Regions from separate parts of the Mus musculus genome. Here all the other regions are linked to region 1. A link is a contact called in public HiChIP or PLAC-seq data. All regions are on one chromosome and are shown on one strand. The core of a region is the stretch at or near the end of the contact, and the rest is flanking DNA. Distances in the headings are between cores, read along the strand shown.

The links. HiChIP or PLAC-seq counts read pairs in DNA pulled down with a chosen protein or histone mark.
Region 2: an H3K27ac HiChIP or PLAC-seq map of microglia shows a contact between it and region 1, with 8 times the contacts expected there. The contact joins the promoter of Siglece here to the promoter of Klk4 in region 1. A contact is called at or near these places in 3 of 39 promoter capture datasets (the C10 cell line, cranial neural crest and liver), 1 of 115 datasets of contacts at active chromatin or transcription factors (microglia) and 2 of 9 other capture datasets (adipose tissue and liver).
Region 3: an H3K27ac HiChIP or PLAC-seq map of embryonic stem cells shows a contact between it and region 1, with 3 times the contacts expected there. The contact joins the promoter of Klk1b22 here to the promoter of Klk4 in region 1. A contact is called at or near these places in 2 of 39 promoter capture datasets (embryonic stem cells and stem cell-derived epiblast-like cells) and 1 of 115 datasets of contacts at active chromatin or transcription factors (embryonic stem cells).

Annotation. Positions count from the first base shown.
Region 1 is chr7:43,879,864-43,882,563 of GRCm38.p6, reverse strand. It overlaps Klk4 (kallikrein related-peptidase 4 (prostase, enamel matrix, prostate)), which reads right to left and starts at 1,404. Exons shown (of 6, transcript NM_019928.2): 1 at 1,350-1,404; 2 at 852-923. The coding sequence starts at 915.
Region 2 is chr7:43,658,791-43,661,490 of GRCm38.p6, reverse strand. It overlaps Siglece (sialic acid binding Ig-like lectin E), which reads left to right and starts at 1,330. Exons shown (of 7, transcript NM_031181.2): 1 at 1,330-1,797; 2 at 2,003-2,281; 3 at 2,471-2,518. The coding sequence starts at 1,359.
Region 3 is chr7:44,111,366-44,114,065 of GRCm38.p6, reverse strand. It overlaps Klk1b22 (kallikrein 1-related peptidase b22), which reads right to left and starts at 1,393. Exons shown (of 5, transcript NM_010114.2): 1 at 1,319-1,393. The coding sequence starts at 1,364.

The DNA of each region.
Region 1 (2,700 bases), core at 155-2,654:
GGGTGGAGTCAGGACTGAGAGGGCTCCGGGTCAGGGCTCAGAGGGGTGGAGTTAGGTCCCTTGAGAGGAGTTAAAGCCAGGAGCCTCCTTAGTCTGGGAGCCAGGATCATCAGCACACTGGATGTAGGGTCATTTGTCAGGAAGACGGGTCAGCTTGGATTCTCAGGCTGATCTTCAGGACCCAGGAACCATTTCTCCCTCACACACAGTCACGACTTCAGGAGCTGTTCAGCTTTTGTGGCACGGCTGTGCTTCCATGCACCTCCCCTCAGGCACACCCAGCCACAGCCCATTCACCCAGGCAACATCTTTATCCCAGAGGGGGCTGGGAGGGAGTGCTGGCTTAGCATGCACAAAGTCTTGGGTTTGGATCCCAGCACTACAGCACCACGTAAACTGGGTATAGTGGTACATACCTATAACCCCAGCACTTAGGCAGAGGCAGAAGGATTGGAAATCTAAGGATGTTCTTGGCTGCTTAGTGAATTCACGGCCAGCCTGGACTAAGTAAGACTCTTAAAAAATAAATAAGTGGGTCAGGTATCAACTCTAGCACTCAGGGGCAGAGGCAGGCTGACTTCTGAAAGTTTGAGACTAGCCTGTTGTACATAGGGAGTTTAACGGAAAGAATCAACTAGTCACTCAGGAACTGGGCACAGATCCCGTCTTCCCCTTAGTGGTACCACTAAGACTGTCTCTCCTTCTCAGGACCTGTCACCCTTTACAGCCATGACCACACACAGTCACATCATACTGCCACATCAGAGAGTCAGAAACAGTAGGACACTGAGTCCTGCTGTTGGCTGACACTGTTCACTCGGGCACACACCATGACACACACACTCAGATACCTGTGACCTCAAGGATGAGGCACCCCAGGAACCAGCCCCAGGGGGTTCGTGCAGTGACCATCATGTTGGCTCCTGGAAATGAAGACAACAATGAATCTGGACGGTAGTCTTACTCCCTGCCTCCCCATGATCTCTCTCCCTTGCCTTTTTCATTTGTGGGATGTGACCGGATAGAAAGAGACAGAGAGAAGGGGGAAGAAGTAAAAGGGAGGAGGAAGAGAAGGAGGAGGAGGAGGGAGAAGCATCTATCTAGGGATGGGTGGGGGTGTGGAGAAATGGAGGCATAGATCTTCACTTAGGACAGATGAAAGACCCCGACAGGGCTTCACTTAGGACAGATAGAAGACCCTGACAGGGCATTCAAGAGACCTATCTGGTTGGAGGCAGTCTGAGAGGCAGAGATCAGAGCCAGAGGTTCAGAGAGGAATGCAGGGATGCTTCTAAACAGAGAGTGTGAGAGCAAGAGAGAGAGAGAGAGAATGTGTGTGTGTGTCTCACCTGCTGCTTCTGGGCTCCGAATTCTGCGGCTGAGCTGAGCTAAGCTGAGCTGGTTTGCTACCCACAGGGGCCCCTATGGGGCTTATAAGCTTCCTCAGCTGGGGCTGGCCTGCCCCCCAGGGGACACATTCCATACGTCAGATGCTGCAGGCTCCAGCTCAAAGCCTTCAGGCTGCCTCCAAGTCAGGTGGAGTCTGGGGCACAGGGAGGGAACAGTGTCCAGACCCCAGCCTCTCTGGCCTTTATTCTTCCCCCTCCCTTGCCCCCCCTCATGTTCTTTCATTCATCCTTTCCTTCTCTCAGGCTCATTTTACTCACTAAATGAAATTCCCCCTACCTCACTCCCGTAGTCTCCCTCTGTGTCCTTCTGTTCGTCCTCTGAAAACTGCCCCAGCACCAAATCCAGCTTGCATCTCGTACTTCCTTGGAAATCTTATCTGTGACCCACCTCTCCATCTCCTTTTCCCCATGCATAGGATCTGGGTAAGCATCACTCCATGCTCAGCCTGAATTCAGAGAACCCTGCACACAGATCCTCCCTCTGCAGATGTCCTAGTGCAGAGGCTCCTAGGAACGAGGGTGTGATGGAGGCACCCCTTAGTCAACAGCAATTGGCAGCTCTCATGCTTGGAATTCTAAATCAAGTCAGGAACTAGGAAGAGTGATCTCTCCATGTTCCTGGGACTCCGGTCCCGGTGATCAGGGGGAGAGATGTACAATCAAGAAGACAGAGGAATCAAGAGATAAATGGTAGTTGGTAGTGTCCGAGTCAGATGACTATGAGGAAGAGTGGGAACCAGACAAGTGAGGTTGCATCAGAAGACGTCTTGGCATTTGTCCGTGGATGACATTCCCATGGGAAGCAAGGCAGACAGGCAGCCTTCAGAAATGGCTTAGATATCAAGGTTCAGTGGTAGAGGAATTGACATGGCTTGCTTACTTTGTGAAATTGCTCTTGGTGAGGAGAGACAGAGGTAGGGATTGAAGGCTGGACCATGACTGGGAAAGCACTGAGATTCAAGTGGGAGATGCTGGGGTCCAGGAGGGAGATGCTGGGGTCTGGTGGGAGATGCTGAGGTCCAGGAGGGGGGATACTGGGGTCTGGTGAGAGATGCTGAGGTCCAGGAAAGGGATACTGGGGTCCAGGAGGGAGATGCTGAAGTCCAGGAGGGAGATGCTGGGGTCTGGTGGGAGATGCTAAGGTCCAGGAGGGAGATACTGGAGTCTAGGAGGGAGATGCTGGAGTCCAGGAGGGAGATGCTGAGGTCCAGGAGGGAGATGCTGAGGTCCAGGAGGGAGATGCTGGGGTCCAGGAGGGGGATGCTGAGGTCCAGGAGGGAGATGCTGGGGT
Region 2 (2,700 bases), core at 81-2,580, 220 kb after region 1:
CCAGCTGTGGGGCATTTTCTCAATTAGTGATCAAGTGGGGAGGGCCCATTGTGGGTGGTGCCATCCCTGGGATGGTAGTCTTGGGTTCTATAAGAAAGCAAGTTGAGCATGCCAGGGGAAGCAAGCCAATAAATATCATCCCTCCATGGCCCCTGCATCAGCTCCTGCTTCCTGACCTGCTTGAGTTCCAGTCCTGACTTCCTTTGGGGATGAGCAGCAGTGTGGAAGTGTAAGCCGAATAAACCCTTTCCTCCCCAACTTGCTTCTTGGTCGTGATGTTTGTGCAGGAATAGAAACCCTGACTAAGACAGTGGCAATATGTAAAGTGTTTGTTGCAGTTTTACTCTTAATCCAACTAACTCCTAAATAATTGAGATCGGACTATTATATTGATTTAACAAGCTTTAAGGGCAAAACAATTGAGCAGTACCAGTCTATTATAATCCTCTAAATTAATCCGGCTATGCCCCAGTTATACTTGCATTTTAGTACTGATCTGCTCCCTGGGCTCCAGGTCTTTCTGCATGTCTCCTGGACTGTCTCCTCGTGGTGAACCCCCACTTCCTTTCTCTGTCTCCCTGTCCCTAGCTGGGAGGAAGTCCAGTCCTATTTTCTCCCCGACTCAGTCATTGACTGATCAGCTTCTTTATTGACCAATCAGGGAATAATTGGGTAGCAATGTTTTGCAACCTGATATGGGGGCACAGAAATCAGCATTTGAACAATACAATGACAATCTTTACACACTGCACAGTAACATTATGTCTATATAAACCCCTCTATAGCAACTAGCCATTCAGTCTTTGCTACCACTACTGAATCTCTGGCTGTGAGATACTCGAGGGGCCTGAGATCCATCTCCTAATTGGACAGTGGAGCTTTGGGAACAAGCCTCGGGTCATTGTGCAGAGAGGGTGGGCAGCCAGGACAAGCTGCTAAAGGAAGGAGGGATGCTTCCCAGCCTGTACCTCCCAGTTCCCCTTCTTCCCTATGCCCTAGAACCATCCCCAACTCCACCAATATCATCAGCCTCAGGGGAAGCTCTGGGGGCTCTGGAGGGAGCAAATGCATTTTCACTGGGCAAAAAATGTCACTCAAAGGCCAAGGTTAGTAGAGAAGGAGGAGAGGTGGTCAGGCCCTGAACTGGTGAATGTGGGAGAGGCCATCTTTGGTCTCAGGAGTAGGTCTGGGTGGTAAGTAGCTGATACTCAAGGGTCCTGACAGTGCCTGGGTCTGAAGCTCTTCCTCCTGAGGCAGCCACTTTCCTGGCCTCACCCCTGCTTCCGCTGGGGCTTCCTCAGGGCCTTGCATCTCTTAGTTCCTCAAAGCAGAGCCTGGAGAGACAGTTTTAGCTGGACATGCTGCTGTTGCTGCTGCTGCTGCTGCTCTGGGGGATAAAGGGTGTGGAGGGTCAGAACCCCCAAGAGGTTTTCACCCTGAATGTGGAAAGGAAGGTGGTGGTGCAGGAGGGCCTGTGTGTCCTTGTGCCCTGTAACTTCTCCTATCTCAAGAAGAGGTTGACTGACTGGACTGACTCAGACCCAGTTCATGGATTCTGGTACAGGGAAGGAACCGACAGACGCAAAGATTCCATCGTGGCCACAAATAACCCAATTCGTAAAGCAGTGAAGGAAACCCGGAATCGATTCTTCCTGCTCGGAGACCCTTGGAGGAATGACTGCTCCCTGAACATCAGAGAGATCAGAAAGAAGGATGCGGGGTTATACTTCTTTCGCCTGGAGCGTGGAAAAACAAAGTATAATTACATGTGGGACAAGATGACTCTGGTTGTAACAGGTCAGACATGGTCTGCAAAGATGCCATGGGTTGGGAGCAGTGTACGAGATCATGCCTCAGGGCAGGGCTGGGATAGAACTCTGTCCTGGGAGCAGCTGGGTTTGAGCATCAGGGCTCAGGGGAGGAGCTGGATCAGAGCCGGGGCTTCCTCTGAAGCTGCACCTGATCCCATCCTGATGCTCCATTTCTCCCCTTTCCTCACCAGCCCTCACTAACACCCCCCAAATTCTTCTCCCGGAGACGCTTGAAGCTGGCCATCCCAGCAACCTGACCTGCTCTGTGCCTTGGGACTGTGGGTGGACGGCACCTCCCATCTTCTCCTGGACTGGTACCTCTGTGTCATTTTTGAGCACCAACACTACGGGTTCCTCAGTGCTAACCATCACCCCTCAGCCTCAGGACCATGGCACCAACCTCACTTGTCAGGTGACCCTGCCTGGAACTAATGTGTCCACAAGAATGACCATCCGTCTCAACGTGTCATGTGAGGCTGGGCTGGGATGCCTGTTTTTCTAGTACAAAGTGGTCCCCCAGGTGGGGTCAGGGTCTGGCCACTAGGTCCTAAAATCCTGATAAGGGTGCTTGTCAGGATGACGGCCCCCTGCCATACCCACCTAGGCACCTGCTGGGGACAGAGGGTGGTTGATGAGTTCACTGTGTCATTCTCTCTTAGATGCTCCAAAGAATCTGACTGTGACCATCTATCAAGGAGCTGACTCAGGTAGGTACCATCCTGGGTGGGGGATATAGCATCTCTTCTGTTCAGGAAGGCTGATTCTGCCTCACACTGGGCTCACCCTGGAGACAAGAGGTTCCTTGTTGGGAAACCACTGGATCAACTCCCCTGAAACTCCTAGGAGTTTGCACCGATCAATATCAACCCCACACTTTCCCAGATGTGCA
Region 3 (2,700 bases), core at 144-2,643, 230 kb before region 1:
CTCCTGTGGAGGTGGGCAAATCATCTGGGTATTGGAGAGGCTCAGGGTTCTCTTAGGCAGCCCCAGGACAGGAGTGGAAAAGGAATTAAAGCCTCTGGACAGAAGTGGAAACATAGTTAGATCAAGACAGGCCACTGTGAGGCAGAGAGGAGGAGCCAGCTGATGTGAGGTACTAGGGTTAGGCATTGGGGTCTTTGGGGTGTCCTGTAGAGAGTGGGAACTCGAGCTGTGCATTGGGGCTCTGATGAGATGGGACAGGAGCCTGCAGCACAGGGAGGGAGATATGAGAGGGAAGAGCAGGCCAAGGCATAACATTGGGAACAGAGGAAATCTTGGCAAGCCATGCATAGCTGCACTTCTCTGTAACCTAAGTACACAGCAGGCTGAGGCAGAGGGATTGCCAGGGATGAAGACAAGCCTGGGCTACATCATGAGACACTAACTCAGAACTTATTCCCAAGAGCTGGGCAAGCGATGGCTTGGCTGCTACAGGATTGGCCATGCAAGCATTAGGACCTTAGCTGAACCTTGCAGATCCCAGGAAAAGAGTCAGGTGTGATGCTGTGTGCCTGTAACCCCAGAGCTGGGTAGGTGGAATCAGGAGGATTCCCTTGAGTTTTGTAGAACAGTCATCTTAGCCTAAACAGAAGTCTCCATTCAGTGAGAGCCCCTGCCAATGTTGTGAGTGATTGAGGAAGATACTTGTTGTCCAAGCCTTGTGTCTGCCAATTGACCCCTTGTCCAAAAATGAGACTAAATAAAAAAGCTAGTGAGAAGTGACCCGGGCATTCTCTCCACACCAGAAATGGAGGGGGAACCCATCTGACCTTACAAGCCAATTTGAGTAGAGGGAGTTTTGGTAGAAACTGAACATCTTGGGAAGATGGGGCACCAGTTGTCAGGATGTGGAAAACATATCTGAAGGCTGGCAGCTGCTGGACAGCCTAAGGCTCTAGTGTGGGATTAGGCAAGCCTCTGACTCAGGGTTTGGGCTATGAGGCTGTAGGAAAAACAATGAACTGTAGGGAAATTTGAGGTCCTAAGTTTAGAAAGAGGGTGGGTTCCATAGAAAGACTGGAGAAGCCCAGAGACGGTCAGGTGTTGAGAAAAAGGAGATAGTTCTGGAAAGTGGGAGTGGACAGGGGTCTTTCCTGGGAGCAAGGACTGTGAAGGTCCGATCACTGCATAAGGCAGAGGAGGAGGAGGAGCAGGTGGTGCTCATGATGTAGCTGGGTTCAGGGGAGAGGGAAAAGGTATGGCCAGGGCCAATAGCATCAGGAGAGTCAGGGCTGTGACCCCTCCCCTTCCCGTATCTCACCAATCCCTCCTAGGGACAGGGTTAGGAACAGGATCAGGAACCTCATGGTAACAGGTGTCCAGGAGCTGCAGGAGGTGAGCTTGGAGCTGTGGAGGCTCCTCAGGGAGACTTTAAAAACCCTCATTCTCCCCCACAGCCCCACCCCTGTCCTGTGGCAGCCAAATGCTGACCAAAGCTCTTCCCTTGCTGACAGAGGTGGATTCCCTGCACTTACCCTCCCTGCTGTGGTAAGGGGCGGTCCTGTTGCACCTGATGTCCAGTAGGCCCTAGGTCACCCTGGATACCTTCCCAAGGATAAAATCGGGTGGGGCATGGACTTTTGTTTCTGGAGCTGTTAGTGTTCCAGGGACCTTAGCCAGATGTCAAGGTCGTGGCAATGGTGAATTGGTGTTAACGGAGGGTAGTGGAGCGAGTGCTGCCTAACCCACACCTCTAAGGAAGGTCCTGTACCTCAAGTCCAAGATTATCCCAGAAAGTTGCAGTTAGAACAGAGTCTTTGCACAAGTGGTAGCCTAGAGGGCTGCAAGCTCCCTGTAGATACAAATCCTTCCTTGGAGAATGCCAAAATGCTTCATTTTGGACTTGGAAGTTGGATCACTGATTTTACTTTTCCTATTAGGAGCTGAATTCCAGAAATTCAAATAACCTCATTAAAAATTGCTAAACAAAGAATTCTCAATCAAGGAATACTGAAAGACTGAGAAGTACTTGAAAAAATGTTGAGCATACTTAATCATCAGGGAAATGCAAATCAAAACAACCCTGAGATTCCACCTTACACCAGTCAGAATGGCTAGGATCAAAAATTCTGGTGACAGCAGATGCTGGCGAGGATGTGGAGAAAGAGGAACACTCCTCCATTGCTGGTGGGTTTGCAAGCTTATACAACCACTCTGGAAATCAGTCTGGAGGTTCCTCAGAAAACTGGACACTACTGGTAGATCCAGCAATACCTCTCCTGGGCATATACCCAGAAGATGTTCCAACTGGTAATAAGGATACATGTTATACTATGTTCATAGCAGCCCTTTTTATAATAGCCAGAAGGTGGAAAGAACCCATATGTCCCTCAACAGAGGAAATGGATACAGAAAATGTGATGCATTTACACAATGGAGTACTACTCAGCTATTAAAAACAATGAATTTATGAAATTCTTGGGCAAATGGATGTATCTGGAGGATATCATCCTGAGTGAGGTAACCCAATCACAAAAGAAGTCACTAGATATGCACTCACCAATAAGTGGATATTAGCCCAGAAACCTAAAATACCCAAGATACAACTTCCAAAACACAAGAAAATCAGGAAGATAGACCAACTCATGGATACTTCATTCCTCCCTAGAATAGGGAATAAAATATCCATGGAAGGAGTTGCAG